2 separate regions of the Mus musculus genome follow, and region 2 is linked to region 1. Evidence: chromatin contacts called from public HiChIP or PLAC-seq data. All regions are on one chromosome and are shown on one strand. Each heading gives the region's core, a stretch centred on a gene start, on an enhancer-like site or on the middle of the called end of the contact. The rest is flanking DNA. Distances are from core to core; before and after follow the strand shown.

Region 1 (4,810 bases), core at 1,539-4,038:
AGTCCAAGTGGATTATAGACCTCAACATAAAACCAGATACACTGAACCTAATAGAAAAGAAAGTGGGGAATAGCCTTGAATGCATTGACACAGGAGACAACTTTCTGAACACAGACACAGAGACCACTAAGGAGAATAATCAATAAACAGGACCTCCTAAAACTGAAAAGCTTCTGTAAGGCAAAGGACACATCAATAGATGTGCAGCCCACAGAACGGTAAAAGATTTCACCAAGTCCACATCCAACAGAGGGCTAATATCCAAACTATATAAAGAACTCAAGAAACTAGACATTAGGAAACCATATAACCCAATTAAAAATGAGATGCAGATCTATACAGAGAATTCTCAATAGAGGACTCTCAAGTGGCTGAGGAACACCTAAATGTTCAACCCCCTTAGTCATCAGGAAAATGTAAACCAAGACAACTCTGAGGTTCCATCTTAACATCTGTCAGAATGGCTACAATCAAAACCAAACCAAAACAAAGCAAAACAGAGCCGGGTGTGGTGGCGCACGCCTTTTAATCCCAGCACTCGGGAGGCAGAGGCAGGTGGATCTCTGAGTTCGAGGCCAGCCTGGTCTACAAAGTGAGTTCCAGGACAGCCAGGGCTATACAGAGAAACCCTGTCTCGAAAAACCAAAAAAAAAAAAAAAAAAAAAAAAACAACAACAAAAAAAACCACAAGTGACATTTCACACCGGTGAAGATGTGGAGCAAGGGGACACTCCTCCATTGCTGGTGAGAATGCAAACTTGTACAGCCACTACTGAAATCAATTTGGCAGTTCCTCAGATAATTGGAATCAATCTACCTCAAGACCCAGGTATCCTACTCTTGGGCATATACCCAAAGGATACCATATTCTACCACAAGGACACATGCTCAGCTATGTTCATTGAAGCTTTATTTATATTAGCCAGAACCTAGAAACCTAGACATCCCTAAACCAAAGAGTGGATAACGAAAATGTGATAAATTTACACAATGGAGTATTACTCAGCTGTTAAAAATATATACCATGAAACTTGCAGGCAAATTGATGGAACTAGAAAAAAAAAATTCATCCTGAGTGAGGTAACCCAGACCCATAATGACAAGCATGGTGCGTACTCACATATAAGTGGATATTAGCTGTAAAATAAAGGCTAGCCATCCTACAATCCACAGACCCAGAGGCACTAAGTAAGAAGAAGGGTTCAGGGGAGATGCATGAATTGCCCTGGAAAGGGAAAATAGAATAGATTTTCAATACGGACTCCAAGTTCAGATCAAAAAGAATCAAACACGTGAAATATAGTCTTTACTACAAAGAAGTAATTATAAACGTGGGCATATTTAAACATATGGGGAAAATTAGTGTATTCTACACAAGTACTTAGAGGCTGCTTTTGCTAAAAGGGTCCATCTATTTCTTGGGCCTCAGTATAAATAAAAAACGAATGACCTGGTATCTCTGTTGTCATTTTGCCCGGGACTTTGGCTGAAGGCACAGAGGTGTTTTTATCTTTTTCTTCTCCAGTCACCTTGAATTCCAGGATGAGCGCCCATCCCACCCTTACTCCACCCCCCAACCCCAACCAACCCACCCTCACATCCCCCAAAACCAGGAAGAACACCTATCCTACCCTCAGCCCTCCACCCCCACCCCCCCACCTCCTCCCCACCCACCCCCACCCCCCACCCCCACTCCCGTCCAGATGAGGATGCTTAGCCCTTAGAGATTGACAGATGACAACTCAACAGCCCACCAGCCCCTGTCAGGACCACACGATTTAAACCTAACCCTCATGTCAGGACCTTCAGGGTGGGCTGGAGCACCAGGGTCACTCTCTTCCATTTTCCATGTGACTTCTCTCCTCTCTCTTTAGCTGAAATAGTGGGTTCGGTGTGGCCAAGGCTAGCCTATTGAGGCTACCACAGCCTGGGCTTTGCCTTAAAAGGCACCACACACACAGAGCAAACTTGGGGATCAGATACATCGTTGCCCAACCCCTTGGCTGGTGGACTTGGGCTGTCAGATTGTGGAGGAAACATTTGAAGTAGATGCTAGCTTTTAGTTGTTGGTTGTTTTTGTCTTTGTTTTGTCTGAGGTTTTCCTGGGAGCTGTTTGTTTGCTTTGCTGCACTGCAGGAGTTCAAATCCAGGGCCTTGTGCTCGCTGGGCAAAGGCTCTCCCACTGAGCTATTGAAGTAGAGTTTAACTAATTACTCTGGACATGAAGATTTTTCGTAATGGTCAAATCTGTAACGTTGGCTTTTAAAATATTGTCTATGTAATTTCTCTCTTTTTGTTGTTGTTACTGTCCAAATATGTCTTTAATTTTTAACTTATTAACAACAAAGGGGGGCAAGCTGTGGCCAAATCTCTTCTGAGATTTCCTTTTTTTTTTTTTAAATAAAATACAATTACATCGTTGTCTCCTTTTCATATGTATGTATTTCTAAATATATAAATACTACTTGCTCTTAACCTCAGAAAACCTTTTAACTTCTGAAAAGAGAAAGAAGCAAATCCATGTCGTGTCCTGTGGGGATCCAATCTCCTGCAGTCTTAGAGAGGAAAGGCCACTCCTGATGCCTGCTGCTGGACCGCTAGGGACTCCATCAAAAGCATTTCTCAGCAACAGCCTGGGCCATGGAGCCTCAGGCCTGCTTGCAGTGAAAGCAAAACTCAGGATTCCGAGGAAACTAACAGGTATTTTAGAACCTCCCTGGCAGAGAGGGCTGAGCCTGATTGGGGCGGTTCTGAAGAACAAAGCAGCCTTTGCCAGAGCCCTAGTTGGGGCCCTGGGCTGTGAAAGACCCCTGATAGACATGCAAATAGGAAAGGGGGCCTGAATAGCCTGCCATCCCGGCCTGGGAGATAGCACAGCACATGCCCCAGCCAAAAATAACGGTTGCTGTAAGGATCTGTGGGTCAGGCTGAACTGTGCCATTGAACACTTCGCTTTAAAGCGCCTCCGCGATTCTGAAAGGCAATCACGCACTCAGTAGCTTGCCTTAGTTAATTGGGCCGAGGTCTCATCAGCTAATCAGGGAGAGCCTGAAAACTATTATTGGTTACAAAAAAAAAAAAAAAAAAAAAAAAAAAAAAAAAAAAAAACAACTCTTTACGGATAAAAGTGGTTTTTTAAACATTGTTTTTATTTTTAGAGAAAAAAAATCACTATAACTCAAACTTCTGAATTCACAACCTATGGGAAGGAAATAGGTAAGATTTTTATAGAGACTTCAGTAATTCACCTGAGCAAGGTTCAACTGTCAAGATAAGTAGTTAAATTTATGAAATGAACGTGTTAGGAGCCCTCCGCAACACTCCAGCGCTCCCTGAGGGTCTTGTCTTGGGGAACACACAGGATGGCCGGTGTCCCATGCTCCTTCAATAGGCTGAGCCCTGAGAAACAGCAACAAAAGCCCACTGATGGGCCCTGGTCACAGTCCGGAGGAGTCGCTTCTCAGAGAGCAAGGTAGCAGGCTGTGCCAAACCTTCCTTCCTTTCTAGACAGGCTTCGGTATGGGGCTGTGACCGGCCATTCACAATCGTTAGCACAAGAAAAACACCTCATAGCACACGTTTCTTATCTCTAGCTAAAGGTTTGCTTGCTTCCTTGCTCTGGTGCTTGGTGGGATACAGAGTAGTTATCTGAGAACTGTATCGGTTCCTGTCTTAAATAAAGATATAAAAGTAACTGTCGCTACAAAGAAGGGAAACAGAATTGAGTCATATGCAACAGGTTAGCTTAAGGATAGCCCCAGAAACTGGGGGCAACCTGGGTTAACCTGGGCCAGTTCCTCCTTCTCAGTAAGGCAACCTCCCCCGCACCCCTTGCTGCCTGTAGCTCCAGATAGAGTTCTCAGCTACGTTTCCAGTACCATGACTGCCTTTACGTGACCATGTTCCCCACCATACTAACGAACTAAACCTCTGAAACTGTAAGCAAGACCCAATTAAATGCTTTCCTTTGTAAGAGTTGCTGTGGTCATGGTGTCTCTTCACAGCAATAAAACCCTAACTAAGACACTATGTTTTCTTCTAGAAGTTTCGGTGTTTTCAGGTTTCGGATTTAGGTCTTTGACTCACTTGGAGTTTTCGAGTTCGTTTTTTTTTATGCACGGTGACAGATAGGAGTCTAATTTCATTCTTCTGCTTATGGGTATCCATCTTTCTTTTTTAAAAATGAAATGGCTGTAGTTATATGTACTCATGTGTGGGTCTTTGCTTTGTCCCATAGATTGCTGTCATGTCTGTTTTTATGTCAGTATCATTGGTTGTGGTTATTGTTGTAGTTTGAGGTTTTTTTTTTTTTTTTTTTTTAACATAGCTTAAAATATGGAATGATAATTCCCCTTTGCTCTGTTATTTTTGCTTTTGGCTATCAGGGCCTTTTGTGCTTCCAGATGAGTTTTGGGGTAGTTTTCCCCTCATTTCTATGAAGAATGAGTTGGGAGTTTTAATTAGAATTGCATTGAATCTGAAAAGAGCGTCTGGTAGAGTAGTCACTTCCATAATATTGTCAGTCCATTTGCATTGTATATCTTGCCATTCTTCCTGAATCTCTTAATTCAGAGTTTTGAAGTTTCCACCATAGATGTCTTTCACATCCTTGGTTAGGTTTATTCCTAGATATTTTTACTTTCTTTGATGCTGTCTGTGAATGCAAGCGTGTCCATTATTTTTCCCATGATGTTTGTTGTCGGTGTGTAGAAAATCTATGGCTTTTTCTACGTTGATCCTGTGTCCTGACACTTTGATAAAACTGTTGATAGTATCTAGAATTTTTCTGGTGGGATTCTGGAACCTCTTG
Region 2 (4,810 bases), core at 1,495-3,994, 1.2 Mb before region 1:
TCAGGAACTAGTTCTCTCCTGCCACCTTGTGGGATGCAGGATGACCTTAGATCCTACCTGCTGGCTAGCCTACCTTTCCCATCTTTTATGGATCTTTCTTGTCAGAAACGAATGACTGTGATGTTACTGAGGTTGGTTGGCATGGAGCATGCAATGTAGGTGTTATATTGTGAAGGTAGAGGTGTTTAGCAGTCACTCCGGCACTTATCTGAGACCCAAATAATTCTGGCCAACCTACCTGAAGAGCAACCTCTGGCCTATACTATCTTGTTATAAAAGGAAATCAGATTAAAGCCAGGAAGACATTCTCTAGGCTAACTAGGAAGACTTCTCTCTCCTGCCCTCTACACTGAAACATTCCTCTTTAAAAAAATTATGTGTCTTTGGAATTATTATTATTAGTATTAGTAGTAGTATTTTGGTTGCTATTGTTGCACATGTTAAGCAATGAGCTAACATTTCCCATCATGCCTACCATCATATAAATGTTAGGTTTGAGTTCGGGGCTAAGCAGACCACATTTCCATGTCATCTTACAGGTACTTGCAGGCCCACCATAGAACAGTTGTAGAACTCTGACAAACTTCCAGAGCTCCGCTGAACTTCAGAAAATACTGAATCCCAGAGGTCCCACAAGTCTCTATCCTCCTCTCTGCAGAACCCTCAGAGCTGATTCTGGGCTTCCTGGTGCTACACGGAAATATAAAACAACCCGTCTGAATGTATCAGACAAATTCCCTAGATAACCAGACGGTAGAGAGCAATGGCTAAGTCACATCCCCCAGGGATGGGGGAACCTCACTAATTAATTAAATGGTAAATGTGGTAGGTACATGTACGAACTGACATCAAAGAAGATGCATGCTGTCTAACCAGAAACTTGCCTGGTGCTACTGTCTCTAGTATGATAAATTTAAATCTGACAGTTAGGAGTAACCAATATAATTCTGTACTTTCTTCAGTCTCTAGAGCAGAGACTCTCAACCTGTGGTTTGAGACCCCCTTTGGAGCTTGCATATCAGAGATTTTGCATAGCCAATATTTACACTATTATTTGTAACTTGTAACAACTTTACAGTTATGAAGTAGCAACAAAATAACTTTATGGTTGCGGGGGGGGGGGGGTCACCACAACATGAGGAACTGTATTAAAGAGTTGCACACGGTATTAGGAAGGGTGAGACCCCGTGCTATAGAGGAAAGGCTGGAAAGTCAAATGGTTTTTACATGAGTTGTAGTGCTGCCTAAGAGGAGTGTTTAGCAATCTTCTGGGTAAGACTCAAAGAGACCCAGAAGCCTAGCAATACCCGTGGTAGAGGTGTCACCTCCTACTCAAATGGGTTGTAAAACACCTTTCAAACTGCTCTCCTCTCTTCTGGATTACTGGCAAGCCTTGGTCCCTGTCTGTGGTTGTCAGACTCAGGCTGTGTCAATCACTTAGCGGATGGATAACTGGCTACAGAGCTCCACCAGAAGGTCAGCTTCCGTATGTCTGGGGTGAGGACCAGGAGCCTGTGGGTTGAATCGTTCCCAAGGGATAAAAGTACTGTGGACGCTGAGTGCACTCGGATGCTTTGTGGTTGCGTTTGTCTGTTGAGCTTACAGCAGTCCATGCATGAGACATTGGAAACAAAGAGCTGCAGCCTTCCTCTGGGATCTAAGGGGAAAGAATAGACTGCAGCCTAGAGTCTTGGTTCTCAGAAATGAACTGTTTAAGGTTTCTCACGTAAGCTAGGAAGGCAGAGCCCAGCTAGGTTTCATTTAATTATGATGGGATTCCTTATTTAGGTACCAAAGAAGGAAAAGGCTCCTCTGGTGATGGTTAGTGACAGCTTCTTTTCTGGGTCCCAGCCAATCAAGGGGGCATCTGAGTTCTACAGACTTTAAGTGCGTGATTTTTCTATTTCAAAGTAAACACGAGATATTCTAGCCCAGCATTTGAGTCACTATGTTCAAATATATTCTAAAATGCCCAGATCACACCAGCGAGATTAAGTAAGTTGGCAGTTCACAGATACATCAACATGAATCTATCTTTCTTTCTTTCTTTCTTTCTTTCTTTCTTTCTTTCTTTCTTTCTTTCTTTCTTTCATTCATTATCTATTTATCTGCCTACCTATCATCTATCTACCTACCTAGCTATCTAGCTATGTCTATCTTCCAGTCCGTAAATCTATCTCTGTGCATCTATCTATCTATCTATCTATCTATCTATCTATCTATCTATCTATCTATCTATCTATCTATCTTTCATTATCTATTTATCTGTCTACCTATCATCTATCTACCTACCTAGCTATCTAGCTATGTCTATCTTCCAGTCTGTAAATCTATCTCTGTGCATCTATCTATCTATCTATCTATCTATCTCTATCATTTATCAACCATCTTTCTATCCATCATCCATCTCTCTCTCTCTCATATCTCTCTCATATATATACATATGCATATGTATACGAGATCCTTTCTCCTGAGGAAGGAGTCAAGATTCACAGTCCTAGGCAAGTGCTGTACTCCTGGGCAATAGGGCAGCCTTTGCTTTTATTCTTAGTCTTTCTCTTGATGCCAACCAAATGCGTATCAGCTTCAATTCTGCTCTCTTCAGCTGTGTACCTGCAGCTGTTTCCTGGAGAAAATGACACCATCAACCATTTCTCTCCAGGACAAAGGCTGGGTGGGCTGGGAGGGGTGCGGGTGGAGTGAGTGCAGGACAGGAGACCAAAGGCTGAACCAGATGACGGTCTTGCCCAGAACGCCTCCACCCGTCCAGAACTACAGCCGCTGCTCCCCATGCAGTTTGACTCTGAAAGTATAACAACGTAAAAACAGAATTCTAGGCCTTTAGGCCCAGGCTTGAGAATGTGGCCTTTGTAAAGGTATGCTAATCATAAAAGAGATAGCGACATTCCTCTACCCACCCGCTTCCTGGGTTCAAAGAGTGCTCATTCAAAGAAAGTCACCCTGAGGATTACCAGAACCTGCAATGCAAATGTGCTATTGTTAGAGGCTCTTAGAAGCTGTCTTGAGAGTTAACACTTACCAGGTATTCCTTGTGACTCTTGTAACTTTACACTTCCTTGTGACTCTTAACTGGTATCTTTGGTATCTTCCAACAATGCCCTCCCCACTTCCTTGAGTTTCGGTTTCTTCCTTTAAATACCCCCTTACCCAGCTACTCGGGGTGCCACGGTCCTCTACCCCTGCGTGGTGTATGACCATGGGCCCGAGAGCGCTTTTGAATAAAAATCCTCTTGCAATTTGCAGCAAGACCCGTTTCTTGTGGGTGATTTTGGGGTGTCGCCTCTCCTGAGTCAGAACGTGGGGGAGCCCTCACATTGTGGGTCTTTCAACTCGAGGCTTCCAGTTCGTCCTGAGTTACTTTAGAGTCAAAGAAAGAAAAGGGAAGATTAAATGAAGTTCAAAACCTCCACAGCGTATGGCAAGATGTTGGAAATACTAGGGATGCAAGTCAACCAGGAGTTTTAGCCCAGAATCACAGGAGATCTAGATGTTCATGACCCCGACCCCCACCCCCTAAACCCAACTTCCACCCCCACCCCCGCCACCCCAACAGCAACAAGAAGTGACACGTGGGTCTCCTGTTGATCTCTGCCTCTCCAGAGCTGGACTTTCAAGTGTCCTGGCTTATTACTGTCCCTCTGTGTTGTCACATTTGCTCAGGGTCAGCTCTCCTCTCCTCTTCCCGGTTCTTAGCATAACGCTTATTCCTCTCTGTAGTCTCACAGCCTGATCTTTACCCCCAGTGAGCTGAGAAACTGGATCCATGGGAAGCTAAGCCCCTCACTTCTGCATCTGCCAGGATGCATCTCCTTCTCCGCTCCTCTTCTTCCTCATGCCTTGCTGCCTCTGTGTCCCCCGCCCCCCTCTTCTTCCCAGTGTTCCTCTTCCAGCAGCAGACCATGAACTCCATACTGCTCTTATCCCTAGAAGACCTCTGTAAAAGCAGGTTCCCTTTCATTGATGTCTCTCCTAAAAAGTCCATCACATCGCCCCACACTTCCCCAGCACAGGACCATTTGGACTTAGCTTCCAAGATCCTGTTCTCAGTTTCAATAGCAAAGGTGTAGAGAAACTGGCATGAACCTCTTTGTGTTGCTTTGTCTCTAAGGGATGGCCTTCTTTTAACTCTTGCCTTGGACTGGGCTCAGTGGGCCCTCCTCAATCCGTGCGAATCAGAGGACAGATGGGCGCCGTAGAGTCGGCGAGTGACAAACAGAAACGGCGGCGAGTGTGTAGAATCTGAGTGTATTTTTACAAAGTGAACACCAGTCTTATATAGTACAGAAAATAAAGGGATAGGATGTCACAGCAGGCAAAGTACATTGAAGTTACCTGACACAAAACAAAGTAATGACTTCAAAAGGACTTTCAGGAACCAGGTAATAGTTACAGTAAAGATAAAACAGCTCTGCTTAGGGTCAGCTAAGGACAGGTAAGGATTTCACACCCTACTCACAATTTGTGCTACTCCTTTGAACCTTGTGAAAGCTAGCACCAGGGAGTTCTGCTCTAGCAGACCTTCTCATGAATAATGCAATACCACAAACCCCCTATTTCCTAGGACTTGATAAATTCTTTCATGAGTATAACTTGGCTGTTCTTTTAAGTATCTGTGGGGAAGCTCCATTTGTCAGAAGAATTCACCAACTTGCTTCTAATATGCAATGTAGCCTGCTATACCTGGCTGTACAAGATTCCTGTCTCAGTGGGATTCTCTAACTCTTTCATGGTAAACCCACCTATTAGCTAGGCCATGGTGTATTCCCTTGTTTGGGTTAGACTTGGCTAC

What was found. HiChIP or PLAC-seq counts read pairs in DNA pulled down with a chosen protein or histone mark.
Region 2: a contact with region 1 is called in an H3K27ac HiChIP or PLAC-seq map of embryonic stem cells, with 4 times the contacts expected there. The contact joins two enhancer-like sites. A contact is called at or near these places in 1 of 39 promoter capture datasets (embryonic stem cells), 1 of 115 datasets of contacts at active chromatin or transcription factors (embryonic stem cells) and 1 of 9 other capture datasets (embryonic stem cells).

Annotation. Positions count from the first base shown.
Region 1 is chr8:23,359,014-23,363,823 of GRCm38.p6, reverse strand. No RefSeq gene overlaps it. Among named protein-coding and RNA genes, the nearest start is that of Gm30370, 43 kb to the left of the region's middle. Within about 2 kb of position 2,788, at least 40 of the 459 cell types and tissues checked have an H3K27ac peak or open chromatin away from gene starts, as enhancers often do. A contact at or near this core is called in embryonic stem cells, where this site is marked.
Region 2 is chr8:24,560,110-24,564,919 of GRCm38.p6, reverse strand. All of the region lies in intron 1 of Ido2 (indoleamine 2,3-dioxygenase 2), which reads left to right. Among named protein-coding and RNA genes, the nearest start is that of Ido2, 14 kb to the left of the region's middle. Within about 2 kb of position 2,744, at least 14 of the 459 cell types and tissues checked have an H3K27ac peak or open chromatin away from gene starts, as enhancers often do. A contact at or near this core is called in embryonic stem cells, where this site is marked.